2 separate regions of the Triticum aestivum genome follow, and region 2 is linked to region 1. Evidence: chromatin contacts called from public Hi-C data. All regions are on one chromosome and are shown on one strand. Each heading gives the region's core, a stretch centred on a gene start, on an enhancer-like site or on the middle of the called end of the contact. The rest is flanking DNA. Distances are from core to core; before and after follow the strand shown. Region 1 holds the start of LOC123071196 (2,3-bisphosphoglycerate-independent phosphoglycerate mutase). Region 2 holds the start of LOC123071198.

What was found. A called contact is a pair of places that touch in the nucleus more often than the background predicts.
Region 2: a Hi-C map of leaf shows a contact between it and region 1, with 3 times the contacts expected there. The contact joins the promoter of LOC123071198 here to the promoter of LOC123071196 in region 1. A contact is called at or near these places in 2 of 5 Hi-C or Micro-C datasets (both in leaf).

The regions. Positions count from the first base shown.
Region 1 is chr3B:600,923,651-600,928,955 of IWGSC CS RefSeq v2.1, forward strand. LOC123071196 (2,3-bisphosphoglycerate-independent phosphoglycerate mutase) reads left to right here and starts at 2,602. Exons shown (of 10, transcript XM_044494709.1): 1 at 2,602-2,864; 2 at 3,236-3,393; 3 at 3,788-3,915; 4 at 4,327-4,477; 5 at 4,577-4,780; 6 at 4,898-5,305. The coding sequence starts at 3,238.
Region 2 is chr3B:601,217,320-601,222,624 of IWGSC CS RefSeq v2.1, forward strand. LOC123071198 reads right to left here and starts at 2,469. Exons shown (of 3, transcript XM_044494711.1): 1 at 2,169-2,469; 2 at 1,961-2,022; 3 at 1,553-1,869. The coding sequence starts at 2,357. The coding sequence ends at 1,692. It overlaps LOC123071199 (a long non-coding RNA gene), which reads right to left. Exons shown (of 8, transcript XR_006434175.1): 5 at 4,763-4,940; 6 at 4,294-4,404; 7 at 3,927-4,189; 8 at 3,657-3,690.

The DNA.
Region 1 (5,305 bases), core at 1,352-3,851:
CAAGACAGTGGAAGCATACGTAGACGATGTGGTCGTCAAGACCAAACACGTCGAAACTCTAGTAGACGATTTGAGGCTCACATTCGACAACCTCCGAGCATATGACATTAAGCTCAACCCGGAAAAATGCGTTTTCGGCGTACCAGCCGGAAAGCTCTTGGGCTTCATTGTATCCGGTAGAGGAATTGAAGCAAACCCAACCAAGATCCGAGCTTTGTCACAGTTGGATATCCCAAAAGACCTCAAACAAATACAAAAATTGACTGGATGCGTGGCGGCTCTAAGCCGCTTCATCTCCCGCTTGGGAGAAAAGGCATTGCCCCTTTATCGCCTCCTCCGGCGCACCGAACACTTCGAATGGACGGATGCTGCCACGACCGGACTCGAAGAAATAAAGGCCATATTGGCAACAAATCCGGTCCTGGCCGCGCCCAACTTGGGCGAACCAATGTTATTATATATCGCGGCAACACATCAAGTTGTAAGCGCAGTGCTCGTCGTCGAACGAGAAACAGAAGGACACAAATTCCCTCTTCAAAAACCAGTGTACTACGTATCCACTGTCTTAACCCTAGCCCTCTCCGGTGTCTATATAAACCGGAGGGTTTTAGTCCATAGAACGAAAAACAATCATACCATAGGCTAGCTTCTAGGGTTTAGCCTCCTTGATATCGTGGTAGATCCACTCTTGTACTACCCATATCATCAATATCCATCAAGCAGGAGTAGGGTTTTACCTCCATCGAGAGGGCCCGAACCTGGGTAAAAACATCGTGTCCCTTGTCTCCTCTTACCATCCGCCTAGACGCACAGTTCGGGACCCCCTACCCGAGATCCGCCGGTTTTAACACCGACAAGCATGTAATGGTTAAGTGATGAGGTTGCATCAAGCACTAATCATTGTATGGTGGCTAACTTACGAGTATAGCATAACAGTCACAAACTATTAATGATCAAGAAGTGATCCTGAACTACTTACGAGTCAAGCATAACCACTGTGTTCTCTTTCGGAACTCCCTCGAAAAGAGACGGTCACGGTTACGCACGCGGTTGGTGTATTTTAACTTGAATCTGGTGTCAAATTCTCTACAACTAGATATAATAAATTTTCAAATCGCCACATAACTGCGAGCACGGCTCTCAAAAAAATTTAACCCTGCAATTGGATGTGACAGCCAGGGAGCTTTCCAAGCGCTGTATGCGCTGAATAGGAGTTCCGGATGAGTAGTATCAAGTTTTGCCCATGAAAGCCCCCGACCGAGCTTAACCCAGTCTACTAGTCTATTGCATTAGTGTAAAAACAAACTCGTCTCTTTCGTGACGAATTGGCCCAGTCCAGAAGGTGAAGAATGGACGTGGCTGATAGGTCAGGCCTACTGCTCGGGATGTATCCGGTGCACCCACGCTTGTGGTGCTACCGGTGCACCAGATATCGTAGGACATTTTAAAAAATGTTTAAAAAACTAACACATTGACACAACATCAATGCATGTTTCCATAAATTTTCATATCCAAATTTGATAAATTTTTGAGAAACAAAAATGACAAATTTGATATCATTGCGATAATGGCCAAATTTAAAACCCAACTTATTTTTATATACTATTCAGTGTTAGATTTTTTTTTCATTGAGCTATGTTTCAAATTTTGACTTCAACTTAAAATTTTATGACATCTTATATTGATGATGCATGAACGTGCTATTTTTACTAGTATATTTTTTAAATGTGCAACATGAGTTCGGTGCATCCGTGGCACCACCACAAGTCCGGATGTTCTCCCCTGTTGCTGGTTCCTGTTCGCGAAAACGTACAGCGGCACAGGAGGACCTACAGCCTACAGGTGACGTGGGAAAGCGAGGGAGTCCAGCCTTTGGGCGCATCGACGGGTCGTCGCTGGGTTTTCCGGCCCCCAGGACGCCGGGGCCGCAAGAGCGACCGACTGTTTTGTTCTTCCGCAGCGACCAACCCATGCGCGCGAGAACGACGCGAGTCCTTTCTTGACCCCCGGCGGCCGGCCAACCCCGACTGCCTAATTTCCGCCGCCCACGGCCAGCCACGCTTCTTTCCGTCCCGCACCCGCACCCGCACCCAGCATGTCGTTCAGCCCTATGGTTAGGTTAAAAAACTTGTCCCGTACCACGCTGTTTTCCACGCCGCACTGTCACGGAGAAAGCTTGCATGTACGTACCACCACAACCGGGTGGTCCTTTTTTTGTCTAAAAAAAGAACCGGGTGGTCCTTTCAAGGGATCGGACAGGTGGTCGGCTATTAGCGAGAAAGAACCCGGTTCTCCTTTCCCCCAGAAAAAAATACGAAATTTAAAACATTTATAAAACAGCATGGGAATTCGATTTTGAAAACGGCATCCGAAAAGAATATCCAACTCACGGCCTCGCGCTCACGCTCACGCACGCCGTCACGCCCGAGTTTTCAAAGGAAGAGAGAGGAGGCCTGCGATCTGACGTCGAGAGCCGAGGACTCGTGACGGCGTGACAGCCACATGTCTCCGCGACAGGCGGCCCCATCAGGACCGTCCAATACCAGGGGCCGCAATATAAAACTGCCGGATCCCATCTACCAAATCAGGCCAAGACAACTCAAAAAAGAAAAAAATCAGGCGAAGACACCAGTAACGTCCCTTCAGCCGTCCGATGGCCCGACTCGACCCCCCTAGAGCCGATCGGGCCGTCCGACGATCTTCTTGGCCAACACCCTAAAATTAATCGCACCCCACGGCTCCGTGGCCCATCCCTCCCCCTTATTAATACCGCGGCCGCCCCGCCTTGGCCCATTATCCTCCGCCACTCCGCTCTCCGAAAAGTTCTTCTTGTTCCGCAAACCACACGAAGAAAAAAAGCAAAGGTGAGAACGGCCTCTCTCGATCTCAACGACGCCCCTCCCCCGTTCGAAATCTCGTCCAAATTTCTTGTCTGGTTTCCTCCGATCAATCGCCAGATCTGGCCGGTCAGGCCTTGTTCACCGAATCTGAATTTTAGAAGAAGAAAAATACGGTGTTTGTCGTTTGATTAGTTATAGGGGGGTTGTTACGCTTTAATTCGTGCTCTTGGCGCTTTGATTCCTGCTAATGGAATCGATTTCGATTGAGATGCGCGTCGCGATCTGGTGATTTAGCGCGGGTTAATTAATGACGCCGTATGCTTGCCACTCTGTAGCGCAGATCTGCTTGGATTCGCTGCACGTGACCTGATTTTTTGCTTGATTGATTTTGCAAGAGATGGCGACCACGAATTGGACGCTCCCCGACCACCCCACGCTCCCCAAGGGGAAGACGGTGGCCGTCGTCGTGCTCGACGGATGGGGCGAGGCCAGCCCCGACCAGTACAACTGCATACATGTCGCCCAGACGCCCGTCACGGATTCGCTCAAGAATGTAGGTTACCCGCACCTGTATCGTTTTACCTTCGTCTGTTTAATATGATTATTATGATTGCCTGCATCCTTTTGTCGGATTTAATGTGATTCAGTCACATACTTCTGCTGTAGATGAAGCATCCTGATTGCAGTTGTTGCTTTGGTTTGAGCATGATGATGAATCTGATGCGAATGTTGGACCCTTTACTATAAAAAAACAGTCAATATTGTGCAATCGTAACTAGTGCACACTCGTGTAATTTTCGCTACAATGTTTGTTTACATTACTACTGTAATTCATATGTTGCATCCAACCTGAACTAATTTGGATGTACTGTAGTTTTTTGCATGCTAAATTTTTACCGCATAACTTTGCTTGAGATGTGCAATAACTAAGCTTAACTCTGTTTTAGGGTGCTCCTGAGAAGTGGAGGCTAGTGAAGGCTCATGGAACTGCCGTTGGTCTCCCAAGTGACGACGACATGGGCAACAGTGAAGTTGGCCACAATGCTCTTGGAGCTGGCCGAATCTTTGCTCAAGGGTATGCTGTTTTTTCCCCTTTGAAATATGTATTCTTTGCTGTTAGTACCGATCAGTGCAATTTTTTGTTACAAGTTCTGATACAGTTCTGACTTCAACGGGATTCTTGATAGTATCAATATGGTCTTCTAGTTTTGCATCGCCATCAATTATTTTAGTAACTCTGTAGGAACCATGTCTTGTGGATGCTTTTAGTTTTTTGCTTTGGTTATGTTACATACTTTGCTGTCTAACTGTTTGAGTCGTTTGCATAACCATGTGCTAGACTTTATCAATTACTATTGTCACACTATATTCTTTTTCACTTGTATGCTGCTTTCACATTTTCACTTTTGTATGCTATAACAATTAGCCATTTCAGATTGTTTTCAACAAAGCTAATTAAATTAAATTATATACTTAATTTCTATAGCGCGAAGCTTGTTGATGCTGCTCTTGCTTCCGGGAAGATTTGGGAAGACGAGGGGTTCAATTACATCAAGGAATCTTTTGATAAGGGTACTCTGCACCTTATTGGTTTGTTGAGTGATGGAGGCGTTCACTCCCGGCTAGACCAAGTGCAGGTTAGCTAAGCAATCATTGTGATGGACGCCAGACCTTGTTGTCTTGTGATGATTTGTCAAATATTAAAATTGCTCTGTTTTGTTTCACTTTATTTTCAGTTGATTGTGAAAGGTGCCAGTGAGAGGGGAGCAAAAAGAATTCGCCTTCACATTCTTACTGATGGGCGTGATGTTTTGGATGGCAGTAGTGTTGGTTTCGTAGAGACAATTGAGAAAGATCTTGCTCAGCTTCGTGAGCAGGGTGTTGATGCACGGATTGCATCTGGTGGTGGAAGGATGTATGTTACCATGGACCGCTACGAGGTATATACTCTCATTTTATTGTTTAGTTTTGTAAGGTGCAATTTTGTGTTATATTTTATAGTTGGAAAAATACATTTTCCTGGTGAAATTCAAGTCATGTTTTTTGATACATTGCAGAATGACTGGAGTGTGGTCAAGCGTGGGTGGGATGCCCAGGTACTTGGAGAAGCACCATACAAATTCCCAAATGCACTTGAAGCTGTGAAGACTCTAAGGGCAGAGCCCAAGGCCAATGATCAGTATTTGCCCCCCTTTGTGATAGTTGATGAGAGTGGCAAATCGGTTGGTCCTATAGTAGACGGTGATGCAGTCGTGACTTTCAATTTCAGAGCTGATCGCATGGTTATGCTTGCGAAAGCACTTGAGTTTCCTGATTTCGATAAATTTGACCGTGTTCGTGTACCAAAAATTAAGTACGCTGGGATGCTTCAGTATGATGGTGAGTTGAAGCTTCCAAGCAAGTACCTTGTTTCCCCACCTTTGATTGAGAGGACATCTGGTGAATACTTGGTGAAGAATGGTGTC
Region 2 (5,305 bases), core at 1,219-3,718, 290 kb after region 1:
TACGACACCGCCCGATCCGAGGATCAGAGTTTCCCCAGGAGCCACACGATGGGCAATGAAAGCCGCGACGACGCCTTCAAGAAGGGCACGAGCAACGCCGCCGCCGGTCCGTCCAAAGATAGAGCAGGTTTTCACCCCGGCCAACACTCACCGCCACCGAACGCCCACCCCAGTGACCACACCGCCCACACGGCCATGATCGCCGGGCAGCACCGAGCGACGGGCTCTGCCCAAGAGCACCACGCTACCACCACCAGGCCCGCTGCCCCGACATGCAAGACCTCGACAACCCCTCACTCGATACCCGTCACTACCCCACCCGAGAAGACGAGCGGACCCCGTGGCAAACTAGCCTCCATCGACTCGTCCTGCCGCATCGAGCGCGAGACGAGCACGGTCCTGCTGCTGGGCGCGAGACGGGTGTGGTCCTGCTGCCGGGCGCGAGACAGGTGTGCTCCTGCTGCCGGGCGCGAGACGGGCTCGGTCCTGCTGCCGGGCGCGAGACGAGATCCGTCCTGCTGCCCTAGCACGAGACTAAAGATGGGTCACAGCTGGGAGAAGGCCATTTCTTCAACGGGAATAGCACCCGGATGACGAGGAGATAGATCGAAGGCCGGTACAAGCGGCCTACGGACGAGCCAACGCCAGGGCATACCAGCCGCCGCCGTAGCCAACTTGCCAAGCCGCCATGGAGCCACCCACGGCCGGAGCAGCAGCCACACCGGACCACTGCCTAACCCGCGCGAGCTCCAAGCGTCGGAGCCGCCGGGCACGCACCTGCGCCACCAGACAGCCACCCCGGACGCCAACACCAAGCCGCCCGGAGCGACCCCGGTCCGCACCGCCACCACGCCGCTGCTACCTCCGCACAGCGGCAAGGAAGAAGCCGCCGATCACAACCCAAGCCATCCACAACCCGCGCCGCCCACCATGGTGGCCGCCAGATCTAGGTCATCCCGCGACACGAGCTGAAGCAAGACCACCAGATCGGGCACCACCCCCGCAGCCCGCCACCACCAGGAGACACGCACGCACCCAACGGAAGGGAGGCCGCCTCGCGCCACCATGGCAGCCGCCGCATCAGATCTGAGGAGGGCGAACCCTAGCAGACCCGATCGAAGGGGCAGGAAGAGCACGCACAACCCCGCCGCCGTGCACCCAACATGCACCAGCGCCACCGCTGCAACCACGCGCCGCCATGCCCCGCACCAACATGGCGCCTCCACCCAGCGGCCGTGTCCCGCGCCACCACCAGCCAAGGGATGAGGAAGGACTCCCGCCGCCACCGGCCAGGCTTCGCCCGGTCACGCCCTCTGGCGGCAGCGCAGGGGGAGGGAGGAAGGGAAGGGGCGGCGTAGAGTCGCCCGTCAGCTCGCAGGAGCCGAGCGAGCGACGAAGGGGTGAAGGAAAAGTTGTTGTTTTATGCTTTGCGTAGTTGAGTTCAAACGGAGGTCTATTGCAAAGACTCAAGTGCATTGGCGGGCGACTATGCGCAAACACAGTATTGATGCTGCTCACATGGATGAAAGATGGGATGCAAGCATACACGATCTCTCAACACACGCCCATATACATTATTCAACAGTCAATACACTGAAGCAGCCCAAAGCGTCATCATAGTCAATACAAATACTAATATAAGCAAGCACATAACGACACAACGTTTATAGATCTAGTTGAAACAGAGCATGTTAATCTGACTGTCGATCATCCTTGTTGCTTGGATTAGGCTCCAATCCTAATGCTTCCCTGAATAATGGCCCCCCATGTATACGGGCCACCGCATAGAGCGTTGCAACGCTTCCTGTAGACACCGCGACTGTATACAGAAATATGTTGCGTAGAAACTTAGGGTGATTATCTGACCACCTACAAATGAAAAGCAAGTTAAAAACTGATTTATAACATCACAAGAAAACATCTAAACGATGTACTCTGGTAGATAAAGACAACAATTTACCATGGTGTGTATTCCGCATTACTGATGAACGAAGCTGATTCCGCGGCTGATTGCACTCCATGCTGGTGTAGACAGTTAAGAGTTACAAACATTAATTAACAAGATTAACATGAAGAAGAAGAAGAAGAAGAAGAAGAAGAAACAAAAATACGGCAAATACTAATCTGATTTTCCAAATAGACACGGTCAATAACGAGTGCATGCGTACCTTGGTGTTATTAACAAGATTAGGTGATCCTGAGGAGCAAAATCGGCGAAGGGAGCTCCCGGCATGGCCGATCCGCCGCTGTCCCTCCTTGACGGCCGCTGAGGCGCTCGCCGACAAATACGGATGCGGTGCTCGCTGAAGGACGCGGCTGCACATCTTTCTCGCCGCGAAACGAAGCGCCGACGCCATCGATTATCTACTCGACGAGAAGATCTCCCAGTTTCGTTGTTCTAGCCGCCGGGTATGTTGGATGTTCCAAATCCTCTTCTGATCCCCTTCTCTTTCCCAAGTTTCCATTATATATATGCTACCGGCTAGGCTAGCTAGGGCTCCCCGTCTTCGACTTGGACTGGAACACGGCCTGCTACTTTTTTGTTTTTGAGACAAACACGGCCCGCTGGTACCAAACCGTCAGGCTGCAGGTGGACGTGGGCTGCCCGTTTCGCCCACATCAGAAAACGCGTTCATGGGCTGTCCCACATCCTACCCACATGGTTCACATCCAGCCAGCTCAGCAGCAGCCGGAGCTCCGCCGCCCGCCGGTAGCTCCGCCCCTACGCGCTCCGCCTTTACGCATCCTCCAGCTCCGTGGCGTTCTACCTCCTCGCTATCGTCTCCGCCCTCCGGGCCGCCGGCCCATATGACCCAGCCGCCGCTTCCGCCTCGCCTCCTTCAAGCCGAGGGAGTAGAGCTTCGCGTGAGCTGCCGATCCCTAATCACTGCCCCCGATGAAGGAGACCGGCACCGACGTCGGCAAGGGCGACAACCCCAAGAACCAAGACTAGCGTCGATGGATTGCGTCGTGCACAAGAAGCAGCCGGCGAGGGCGTTGAAGCCCGCAAAGAACCCTCAAGACCAGCCACCGGAAGAACAAGGTAAGTTTATATTTTTCTTTGCTTGGTGTGATCGACGGCTTGTAGTCTCTTGTCTATCGACTTCATTTTTGTTTACAAGTAAGCGGTACTAAAAGTTCAGAACACACACTGGTGGTGTTGAGCAATTGCCAATTGGTGAAGGATTTCGAGACATAACTCCTGCCCTCTTATAATCGCTACTAGTTAGACCTGACAAACAGTGTGTTCATGTAGGGAAAAAAAGAGAGCATGTACCACTGCGCTGTATATTCTAATAAACACTACGGTACTACAAATGTCAGTCTCACACAATTCGAACATGCAAGTTAGGCTGTTAGCTAGTTAGGGTGTTTTATTGTTTTCCAGTGCTTATTGGCTCATGTTGTTTCCCGAATCAGCACTGATCAGCACTGTTGGCAAGTTAGGCTGAATTGATACTGTAGACTAAGCCTTATCGAATCACATATCCTGGGTGGTTCAGTTTTGCCTAAGCAACCCTCCTCTGTAGTTTATACACTTGTTCATAGTTCCTTCATGAACCACGGTTATCCAAATACATTTCTCAAATCACAGGAACCACCAGCTCTGGTTTGGTTGCAGATCGTCAATCATAATTTTGCATCCGAACTTTTTGACCTGCAAGAATCACCATGAATCCGCACTGGACACTGGGAAATAACAGAGTTATCAATTAATTCCTCTGTTCCAGGATATTTGAAGTTCTAGGTTTGTCATAAATAATACTCCCTCTGTTCCGAATTACTTGTCGCAGGTATGGATGTATCTAGATGTATTTTAGTTCTAGATACATTCATTTCTGCGACAAGTAATTTGAAACGGAGGGAGTACCTACTTAAATTTGAGCAAGTTTATGTATATTCATTATGGCCATATATGGACTTACAGTCGGACAGATTCGCACAGTAGCCATATCAACTTCACTGGGCTCAAATCACCGTCCTCTCTTGCTCGCAAGTTAAATAGGCAGTGGAGAACCTTGCAGCCTATATGTCATGCCAACAGTTGATTAACACGCATATCGTATAAACATGCAGCACCACATGCTAATCCAAGGCGAAATCAATCTGTGATGAAGGGCAAAGATCTCTGGATCATCCGTGTTAATACAAACCTCATACCATAACTTGCTGAAAGGTTTTAGACTAGCTGCAATAAAAATTACAAAAGCAAACTGTTAGTATAAGAGATGTACCATCATGACAGAAAAAAGCTTGTACAGGAAGAGACAGCGAAAGGAGAGATAGCATTACAATTTTTTTGTATGTGCAGCCTACAACCAGAGCAACCACAACCTTTGTATTAGTTTGTCTGCATCAAAAGCTTCAGCAGTTTCACTCCAAAGAGCCACTGTAATTGTCTCCCTGGAATAAAAAAAACAGTTAGAACTGAAGCTACCGGCATGCAGAAAATTCAGACATTCCACCATGCACAAATAAATCTGAAAACTATGTTCATCACAGAGTAAAGGAAGTGGGGCATTGTATTGGTATAAGTCTCAAGGTTCTCTTCGAGTTGGATGTCCTTTCACATCCACAGTGACAACATGTGATACATGTCTTACTATACTAATCGCATCTATAGATATAGGGAAGGCCTAATATTCATGTAAAAACTGGTAGACCAGCAGTGCCAATGAAGCGCAATAAAAAGACAATCTATACAACATGTTTTCAGTATACTCTAGAACTAAATAATTCTGTAAATACAGCGGCAACTTACTTCCAGGCATGGGGTGAATCTCTGTATGTCTATATCATTCACCAGGCCACAAAGACGATGGTCCACATCACAAAAAGAGTATTTCGCCGCCTTGATCTCCAAAAATTCCAGGTAAATAATCATGTACCGTAAACTTCTCTAAATGTGCTCCGGGTATGGAACCTTGCATGGAGCAACCCTGCATCCGAGTTTCAAAAAAGAGTTATCACAAAACCCAACTTCCAATGAACATCGTAGGACAATCACCAAAACAGAAAGACATACAAAATATTAAAAACACCAAGTCAAAAGCAAAGACCAATCTTTACTTTTTTCTAAGATATCCATTGCTTCGTCGGGGTACGAACAACGATGGAGTGCCATGGTGAACAACTAATTTCATCCACTATATGGTAAATGTAAAACAAGATTCTTTTGAAGCTAGTCCGAGAGTGTAGGCTAGGTTGTTAGCAATAAGTGTACACATTTGGAAGGAGGAAAATATTGGTTTAATAGATGTCCATAACTCTTTACTAATTACTAAACATAGAAATATCTGTACAA